Regions from separate parts of the Gossypium hirsutum genome. Here regions 1 and 2 are each linked to region 3. Evidence: chromatin contacts called from public Hi-C data. All regions are on one chromosome and are shown on one strand. Each heading gives the region's core, a stretch centred on a gene start, on an enhancer-like site or on the middle of the called end of the contact. The rest is flanking DNA. Distances are from core to core; before and after follow the strand shown. Region 1 holds the start of LOC107934030 (thioredoxin reductase NTRC). Region 2 holds the start of LOC107934027 (villin-2). Region 3 holds the start of LOC107933439 (stearoyl-[acyl-carrier-protein] 9-desaturase 6, chloroplastic).

Region 1 (3,174 bases), core at 386-2,885, 540 kb after region 3:
CAGGCTTCAAATTCGCACGAGCTGCATATATTGCTGCTGTATATCCAGCAGGACCTGAGCCTATGATCACCACATTCTCAACCAATTTACCTGCAAGAAGAAACACAGAAGCATTACTCATGCTCTCAATGTAACTTGGCTATAAACATGAAGGAAAACATAACTCTGGACCTGCCTATAACCTAGCTCAAATAGAAGTTAATATGACATGAGTAAATGTTGTATGATATACATAGATATTAATATTATGAGATTAGGAAGTAATTTTGCAATTAATATAATGCCAATAGTTGATAACATGGATGCCATTTCACAAATTATACTTGTGGTAAACTTAAAACTCTATTTGATTATTAGTGTCATCAATTGCTTTTCGCTTTCTTAGGCCCTGGATGGTCTGTTTGCTTTTATTTATTTATATTTCGTTTTCATTTCTTTTTTTTTTCAGGTGGCGAACCTTGCTATTTGATTTTGGGGCCGATTAAAACATTTAGTATATATTTACAATACAGAGTGGTTTATATATACGAACTAAATATTCATAAAAATATATTCCAAAATTTTTGCGTTGTTTTTTCTTTTTTCCTTATTGCACTTTTCATTAAAAAAATCTTAAAGCAAAAAGCAAAGACATCAACCATAAAAATTCAACTTATTTTATATACAATAAGTAAATGGTACACATCCAAATATACATATTTTTCCCCATAGAGTTAAATATCACGTATTTTGCCACTCACAAAATTAATGTTTTAATTTTAAATATATATATTATTTCCATTTATCCAAACACTTGATTGTTTTACGGAAAGTAAAATAAAATAAAAGCAACAACCAACATAAATAGAAAAGATTCTATTTATCAATTACTGCATGCGTCACTCAGCATATTTCAGTTTCAGTCAGTATTCACATTGCTGCAAAAAGGAAAGAAAACTATTATCATATATGAAAATTAAATGATAAATATTTATTTTAGTACAACCATCAACGGTTTTGATGAATGAAAATCACATAGAATGCCACATGCTCCTTAACAATTTATTTGAAAAGAAGAAGAAAAACCGCAATGTTTTTCATGCTAGCTTGAAATGGGATTAATTTAAAAAGAAAAACTTGGCAATACAATTATTCTAACTAAATATATACATAAATAAAGCTGGCAGTGAGTCACCATTTGAATACAGAAGGAAAAAAAAAAGGGAAGTAAGTGAGAGAGACCTGAAGCAGCGGGGGTTTCGACGGAGGCCTTGGGGCGGAGAGAGAGGGGGCGATGGCGCGTGGGAGGAGAGTGGAAACGGAGTGCGCGTGGAGGGGAAGAGTAGAAGAAGAAGAAAGGGTAGGAGAGAGTGGACATAGGAAGACGGTGGTAGGTAGAAGGAGTGGAAGGGAGTGGGATACTGATTCGTATGTTGGGAGAAACAGCCATTGGATTTCAGACCATACAAAAATAATTGTAAGAAAAAGAAACCAAACCCAAAACCAATCCAGTTTTGTCTTAAGAAGAGGAGTTCCAGGTTATCTATCTCTAGCCTCATGCCTTCCAGATAAGGACCCTACTTTTTTTTCCTTTTCATTTTCTTCTTTTTTCCCGTACTATTTATCACTATTTATATTTTATTCTTCCTGTTTTGCATTTCCCTTGCGTACTTCACAAAAAATAAAATAAAATAAACCTCTAAATTTCTCTGCAATTTTTTTATCTACTTTTAAACTCGGGTTAATTAGCAAAAACGCTGATTTTAAGTTTTAATTATCTATTAGGTCGTTTTTCTTTAAATTGTGAAATATTTTAATTTTGGAGTGAAAAATAGAAAACAAGTCCATCGATAACTTTTTGTAACAGTCAAAAAAATTTAAAGGCTAATTTTTAGTGGTTTTTTTTTCAAACAACTAGAAATTTTTTTCTATATTTGCTATATATTCAATTCTCACAATCCTATTCATTTATTCACTCAATTCTCTCAACTATTTTATTCTCAATTTTTCATTCAATTTCTCTCAAATTCTTGTCATCTTAATGTAGACACTCAATTTTGCCCGGGCCCAGAAATAAGTTCAAAAAAAAAGTTCAAGTTCAGTACAAAATTACAAACATATAATTTGGCCCAATCAAAATGGCCTATTACTTGAAAAGATTTAAGGTCCATCTATAAGCTTGACTCATACGGAAATATAATCTTTAAGGATATATAATCTTAGATATGATATGCAATCTTAGATATGATACAATCTTAGATATGATATGCAATCTTAGATATGATATGCAATCTTGAAGATATGATCTTGTAATCTTAGAGATTTAATTTGTAGATATCCTTTAATCTTAACCGTTGATGTAATTGATCTGTACCGTTGGATTTAGGGAGACTCAACTATAAATAGAGGTCTCTCCCTTCATTGTAAATCACTTGAGTTTTGGAAAATAATAAGAATTCTTTAGAGCATTCACTCAAATTTCTCTCCCTCTTGCGTTCTTACTCTCTGTGGTTTGTTCTTATTTTATTCTTCGTCTATCTTAGTTTTTCAACCCTTTTTTTATTTTAATTTCTTCATTTTTCAAATATGTATATTTATTCCTATCTTTTATACATTTGATTATGTATTTTATATATTATAATATTTAACATTTTATATAGTTTTTTTTCAAATATATATTTTCTATGCATGTATATATATTATATTATCATTTTATGTATTTTGAACTATTGCATTATATTTTTATAATTTGTAAATGTTCTATTTATTCATTTTTTTAGTGTATGTCATTTATCTTATTTGAGCATAGTTTCATTTTTTTATATACTATGTTTAATTATTTCTTTTATGTGCTATTTTATGATATATATTGTTGTATAATTTTTGCATGTATTATGTTTTTCTTTTAGTTTACTCATGTTTCTATTTGTTTATTATCTTATATTTACCCTAGTATAATTTTTTTCATTAAACGTATGTTCATGTTATTTAGTTTTGTCTTAATGATATTATTTATGTTTGTATGGAAATGTTAGAATATTTTGTACATCTATGCTTCATGATTCATTAATATGTCATCCTAAAACGTCATTTAAAATAATATTCCAAGGTTTTTTTTAAAAATAATAAAAGGCAATGCTTGATGTTTGGAAACTTCGAGAAGGGTAGTGCCCTAACTTACTGGGTTGCGATTTT
Region 2 (3,470 bases), core at 545-3,044, 720 kb after region 3:
GATATCATTCAGGACCTCATCAAAATCGAGGTTAATAAAATCTTCACCCTGATGACCAGAACCACCATTATTATCAGGTCCTTCTTCACCATCTGCATCGGTACCAATCACCAACGGACGTATTTGTAAACGGGGCCCGGATTAGGGTTGTTATACACAATCAAAATGTCACTCTATAATCGCATGGTTTTACCCATCTAACATCCAGATCAAAGTCAAACTCGTGTACAGACGATCGCCTATCGAAAAATGCTCTCAGAACCTCCATACACGGGTTTTCAACTTCATATTATTAATTTAATGGAGTGGCATTTTGAATAGGCTCAACATCTTCTAACTCAATGAACAGCTCAAGTGGTTCAGATTTCCTAGGTGAACAATAAAGTGTGATAATAGTCTCCACGACATCATCATCTACAAGTTCCATCTCTCAATATTTGCATGGATTTGACGAAACTGGAAATTTGTAGAATAGTCTGGACATCCTCCTTCCACAACGTCGACCAATTTTTGCACTAATCTTTTGTTTCATATCATCAACTTTTATGTTCTTGTTAAACCTTATTCCTATTTGATGGCAAGATTCATACAACTAACTGCTATTTGTAAAATTACCCCGCCGAAATGAATGTATACAAAGAATTGGTTATTCATTTCGAAACTAAATTTGTAAAATAAATTAAATATATATTAATTCCTTTTAAATAATTCATACGATTTTATAGCAAGAAAAATACTTTTTATCAAATAGTATAACTTGCATTTCATATTGCTAATTATCAAAATAAAATAAAATATAGTTACATAAAAATAATTAAAAACTAACCTTATAAACTTGAATTTGATTTTTTAAGGCTAAAATGAAAGCTAATATGTTGATCTTCAATTTTGATTTCTAAGAGCTCTTTTTTTTCCCGATTTGTTAAAATAATTTTTCTCTCACTCTCATATTGCTAAACAATTTTTTCTCTTTATTTTTTCCTATTATCTCCCATTTTGTTAAACATAAATTTTCTTTTTTTTTCTTTTAAATAGATGGACACAATATTTTAGCCAGGGGATGGGGCTTTATATAGAGGGTTGGTGTCGCCTGATAGCATTGCGGGACCTAGATTTTCAAACTGGTGCCGCTTGACATGCCGACGACACCATATGGCGTCAACCACTTTTTGTCACTTCAGCTGTTTTTTTTCCTAACAGTCAATTTGTTTTTTTTAAATTAAAATGGTGTCGCCTAATACAACAACAACACCAATAAAAAATATTTTTTTTGTTTCAGCTGTTTTTTTTGACAAGCTATTTTTTTAATTAAAGCGGTGCAGCTTGACATATTGCTGGCACCAATAATTTTTTTTTGATTTTTCTTTCACCATTTATACCTGTTTTTTCATTGATATTTTTAAAATACATACTGGTTTCGACTGGCACAGTTACGACACTAATAAAATATATATTTTTTAAAAAACACATAATTGTTGCATGATTAGACAAAAAGTAGATGGTTTCGCCAATATATTTGTGACACTAAGAAATATTGTAATAAACACCTTATTTTCGTAATTAAATTGTTTTTCACCTAATTTTTGTATTTAATTAATTTTTTAAAACTATTTTTATAAAAAAGGGCTTATTACATTAAATGGTTTTTGTACTCTTATTTGATAAATTTATTGTTATAAAATTTTTATTTTTTAATCATAATAATAGGAGTCTGAACAACTTAGACAAAATTCTAGGGTTAGGACATACTGTTTCTAAATGTGCGGTTTTTGTTTTGTCCAAAATTTTGTATTACAAACATTTCTTTTTTCCAAAATCAAGAGGAAAAGTAAATAAAGAGTTGTAGTGTTAATTGGTAAAAAGAGAAAAAAATAGAGTGGAAAGAGAAAGTCCAACCTGGCCGGAGCCTTACATTTTTACGTCTTTTTGCTTTCCTTACGAAAATTCGTTAAGACTAAAACCAAGACAAGACCAAAGCGAAAAAAGAAAAAAAAAATTCTTCTGCCGTCCGTTCACCATCATTAATTCATTCATTTTTTCCCCTCTCCACCTCTCAATTTGCAAATCTCAAAAGACAAGAAAAAATAATAAAAACTCAAAAAATATAGAGATAAAGTTAGAGGGAGACACTTCACCCTATACATACATACATACCACTGCAATAATTCGCTTTTTCTTTCCCAGTATTTTCTTCCCTTTTCGTTCCTCCCTTTAATTTGCCAGCTTAGCTTAGCTGTTTCCCTTCCCTTCTTCAACCTCAAAGATCTCTCTCTCTCTCTCAAACTCAAGGTACCCTTTTTGCTTCTTCTTTGATCATCATATATTTCTGTTTTCTGTCTCCTTTTCTGACATGTTATGATCAAGGGAAAGACCGTTTTGCTTTGATAGTTTTTCTGGGCTTTAACTCCTTTGGATCTCCTCTTTTTGTCGTCTTTGTTTGATGTTTGTTGACCTGGGTATGCTTGATCTTGTCTTACTTTTAATTCCTTTTGTTTCTTTCTTCTTTGATTTGCTTGTTTAATGCTGATGTGATGTCAGATTTTCATATTGTTCTCTGTTTTATTTTTGTCCGACTTGATCATGATTGTTTTTGTTTGTTTCTGCTTTTTAAATCTGTTCTTCAACTATCTATTGCAATTTGCAAGTGCAATGAAATCTGGATTCAGTTTAATGACAGCAACTATGGAAATGATTTAATTTGTTATTGTAATTGAGCATTAGAGATTAAAAGATCTTAGCTCTGAGCCAAATTTTGAATGGTTGTTGACTTCGTCAACTTCTGCCTTTTAATCCCTTGATTGCTCTAGTTAAGTGCTGCTTGGTTTGCTTATCAATGACACTAGTGCTAAGATCCTTTGCTGCTCTGGTACCTTTGGTTTATATGCGTGATCAAATTGAACAGTTTTGCTTTCCTTACAGTGCTTAGTGTTGGTTGGTTTTTACCATGCCGATATTTGAGTACTATTGAAGAGGGTATTCTCCTAAGCGCGTTGAAGAACTATAACCAAAGGCTTGATTGGGCATGTTTAAAAGTGTTTTCTTATATTTATGAAAATGACAGGATGATCGGTTTAAAGAGTAGTTGTTTATCTCAATTAGTTTTTTTGGCCAGAAGAATAGAAGTTATTAATTTCCGAAACATGTCGAGTTGGCAAATCTGTCCATGTATGGAATATATGATTATTTTCACTTCAAGTAAGAATGCTGATTGGAGATCTCTAGCCAATTATGTGAACTTCATCATGAATTTTTTAAATTCTGCAATCCAAGATGCATGGACTGAACACTTTTGGTTTTTTTAGAACTGAAAAGTTGCTCCTAAACCTTCATATAGTGGTGCAACATGTATAGTTTTTAGTAAGAGATCAACTTTGTGGAAGAGTTTACTTTTTCTCATCTCTAGTTTTAAGACTATGATTCGCTAAGTTTTAGCCTTAGGATAGGTATTTATCAGTAGCAACTGAAGATGC
Region 3 (3,164 bases), core at 86-2,585:
TTTATGTTTAGATTTGATTAATGATATGATTTTTTTATATTGATTAGTTAGATCCAATTTTAGTTTCAAAATTAAGTTATATTCAAATCGAGATTTGATTAAGAATAATTGGTATTAAGTTTTGAGTGAAATTCAATCTAGGAATAATGTGAAAGAAACAATGACTTGGTTTATTTGGTGGGAAAAGATTATATTTTTGTAGTGAAGAATATAAAAAGAGAGAAAAATAAAGGGGAAGAAGAAAAGGAAAATAATAATAATAAAAATAATAAATTTAAATTATTCAAAAAAAAATAAAATTATAGAGACTAGTTCTAACAAATTAAAAACATAGAAAAATTATATTAAAAGAAATGGAGAAGGGAGGAAAAGACACAAAAGAGAATGAAAAAAAAAGAAAATTTAAAAGAATATAAAAGAAAAAAATTCAATTACTCAAAATGAAAAAAATATAGAGAACAATTGTATAATTTAACCTAAAATTTTCATTTGAAATGATGATTTAACGTGCCACATTAGCTTACCATTACACTGTTGACGACAATTAATTGCTCAGTGACTAAAATGTTACAACACGATAATATAAGTGACTAAAATGTAACATTTCAAACATAAGTGACTAAAATGAAACATGAGGCAAACAAAATGGACTATTTTAAAATTTGCCCTTAATTTAATAATCTTTTTTCATCCACTTTAATATAATATTATATATATTTGGTGGTATGAGATTTAGGAGGAAATGAAAGAATAAAATAGAAGCAAAGAGAGCTGAGTTACGTTTTGACCACAAAATCAGAGCACTTTAAAATCGAGATTGGATCGGCATTTGGCTTTAGTATTTAAAAAAACAAATAAATGACAAATGGCATCGGCTGTCAATTAATTTTAGCTTTTTCAAAAACACAGCCCACCAAACTCTCCAAACTTCGGTATTTACAACCCACAGAAATATTTTACGTTTACTAACGCATCCCCTCCCCTTCTCCACAAAAAACCACTGCAGCGCACCCCTTGTTTTTAATTTCTCCACCCTCCCCACCTTCCTTTCCTTTCTTTTTCCTAGTTTACTATCATACCCTTTTCTCTCTCTGTTGAAGTAAATAAAAAATAAAAAAAGAGATAATCTTTTCTCACAAGTAATTAATGGTTCCTATAACAAAATAATTGTAAAAAAAATAAAAATCAGAATGATGAAAATTTGGTCATCTACTCTTATTTGAAACGAATTCCTTAAGCAACAAAACATACCCTAAATTCCACAAAGTTGCTAAATCTACTTTAATCTAAACCATTTTTTTTTTAAAAGAAAAATCATTTTCACAAACTGATGAAAATGAAGTCCTAAATGGCACCACTGCAATTAAAGTAAAGGACTGGGTCAAATATTCTTTCTTCAGATCTATATATAATATTGCAGTATTGCTAGCCATAGTAGCAAAAATTCTTGAGACACTGACTCAACTACACTGCCACCATGCAATTCACACACAGCCTAGTCTCTACCAAAACTCTGCCTTGGAGGATCCCAGGTGTCCACTGCCGCCACATCCCTCCACCAAACTCCACCGTCAGATTCTCCCCTATCTCTGCCGTGGCGGCAGCTCCACCAAAACCTCAAAAAACCCACTCAATGCCACCTGAAAAGCAAGAGATTTTCAAGTCACTAGAAACCTGGGCTACCCAAAATGTGTTACCGCTGCTCAAACCTGTGAAAGAGTGTTGGCAACCCCAGACATTCTTACCTGACCCTGCATTGCCGTTGGGAGAGTTCAACGAGCAAGTGAAGGCCCTGAGACAACGCACTGCGGATCTGCCGGACGAGTATTTCGTGGTGTTGGTGGGGGATATGATTACGGAGGAAGCCTTGCCAACGTACCAGACCATGATCAATACACTTGATGGGGTGAGGGATGACACTGGGGCTAGCTCCAGCCCCTGGGCAATTTGGACTCGGGCTTGGACTGCTGAGGAAAACAGGCATGGGGATTTATTGAAGACTTTCTTGTATTTGTCTGGGAGGGTTGATATGCTTATGATCGAGAGGACTGTGCAGTATCTGATTGGATCTGGCATGGTGAGTTTCTTTTTCAATAATTTCAATCTTCATACACGTTTTAGATTAAATTCATCTGTTCTGAATCATTCTTGGAGTATTGGCAATGTTATTATGCAAATTAATTGGTACACTGCATTGCAATTTCAGGATATTCACCATTTAATCTTCAATAAAGAAATGAATCTGAAAACACCACAATTTGCACTCAAATACCCTAATGCTACTAATCAAGAAGCACAGATGTTTGATGAATTGTAAGTGAGAAAAAGTAACGAATGTGACATCCATACATTTGTTTTGGTTTGACAGGATCCTGGAACCGAAAACAACCCATACTTGGGTTTCGTGTACACTTCATTCCAGGAGCGAGCCACGTCCGTGTCCCACGGCAACACGGCACGGTTAGCCAAGGAAGGTGGGGACCCAGTCCTGGCACGCATCTGCGGCACCATCGCAGCAGACGAGAAGCGGCATGAGCTAGCCTACTCAAAGATCATTGAGAAGCTACTCCAAGTAGACCCAACGGGAGCAATGCTAGCGATCGCGGATATGATGAAGAAAAAGATAACAATGCCTGCACATTTGATGTATGACGGGGAAGACCCAAGGCTGTTTGAGCACTTCTCGGCGGTGGCGCAGCGGTTGGGAGTGTACACGGCGGATGATTATGCAGATATATTGGAGGCGTTGATAGAACGGTGGGGTTTGGAGAAAATGGAGGGGTTGACGGGGGAAGGTAGGAGAGCCCAGGATTTTGTATGTGGGTTAGCGCCGAGGATTAGGAAGTTGCAGGAGAGAGCTGAAGACAGGGCTAAGAAGATTGGGCCTCATGGGGTCAAGTTTAGTTGGATTTTCAATAGGGAGATTATGTTGTAGCTGTAGCTGTACCAAAACATGTGCTTGGTTTTTTTTGCATTCCCCAGTCCCAATCTTTTCTTCTTCTTTTTTTCTTTTAAGCTGCTGCCATCTTCTCTTCTTTGAATACTTGCCTGCTGCTGGTTAATTTGGGTAACCAGTAACCAACCTGTTGAAAAGTTTACCAATTACAACAACGGCAATTCTTTTCTTCTCGGAACCCTAAACCCATGACTTTTTAAAAAAAAAA

The links. A called contact is a pair of places that touch in the nucleus more often than the background predicts.
Region 1: a Hi-C map of leaf shows a contact between it and region 3, with 5 times the contacts expected there. The contact joins the promoter of LOC107934030 here to the promoter of LOC107933439 in region 3. A contact is called at or near these places in 3 of 34 Hi-C or Micro-C datasets (all in leaf).
Region 2: a contact with region 3 is called in a Hi-C map of leaf, with 3 times the contacts expected there. The contact joins the promoter of LOC107934027 here to the promoter of LOC107933439 in region 3. A contact is called at or near these places in 3 of 34 Hi-C or Micro-C datasets (leaf and petal).

Annotation. Positions count from the first base shown.
Region 1 is chrA02:74,218,665-74,221,838 of Gossypium_hirsutum_v2.1, reverse strand. It overlaps LOC107934030 (thioredoxin reductase NTRC), which reads right to left and starts at 1,635. Exons shown (of 10, transcript XM_016866364.2): 1 at 1,222-1,635; 2 at 1-90. The coding sequence starts at 1,429.
Region 2 is chrA02:74,044,199-74,047,668 of Gossypium_hirsutum_v2.1, reverse strand. LOC107934027 (villin-2) reads left to right here and starts at 1,794. Exons shown (of 24, transcript XM_016866361.2): 1 at 1,794-2,289.
Region 3 is chrA02:74,760,256-74,763,419 of Gossypium_hirsutum_v2.1, reverse strand. LOC107933439 (stearoyl-[acyl-carrier-protein] 9-desaturase 6, chloroplastic) reads left to right here and starts at 1,335. Exons shown (of 2, transcript XM_041082530.1): 1 at 1,335-2,077; 2 at 2,369-2,974. The coding sequence starts at 1,478. The coding sequence ends at 2,935.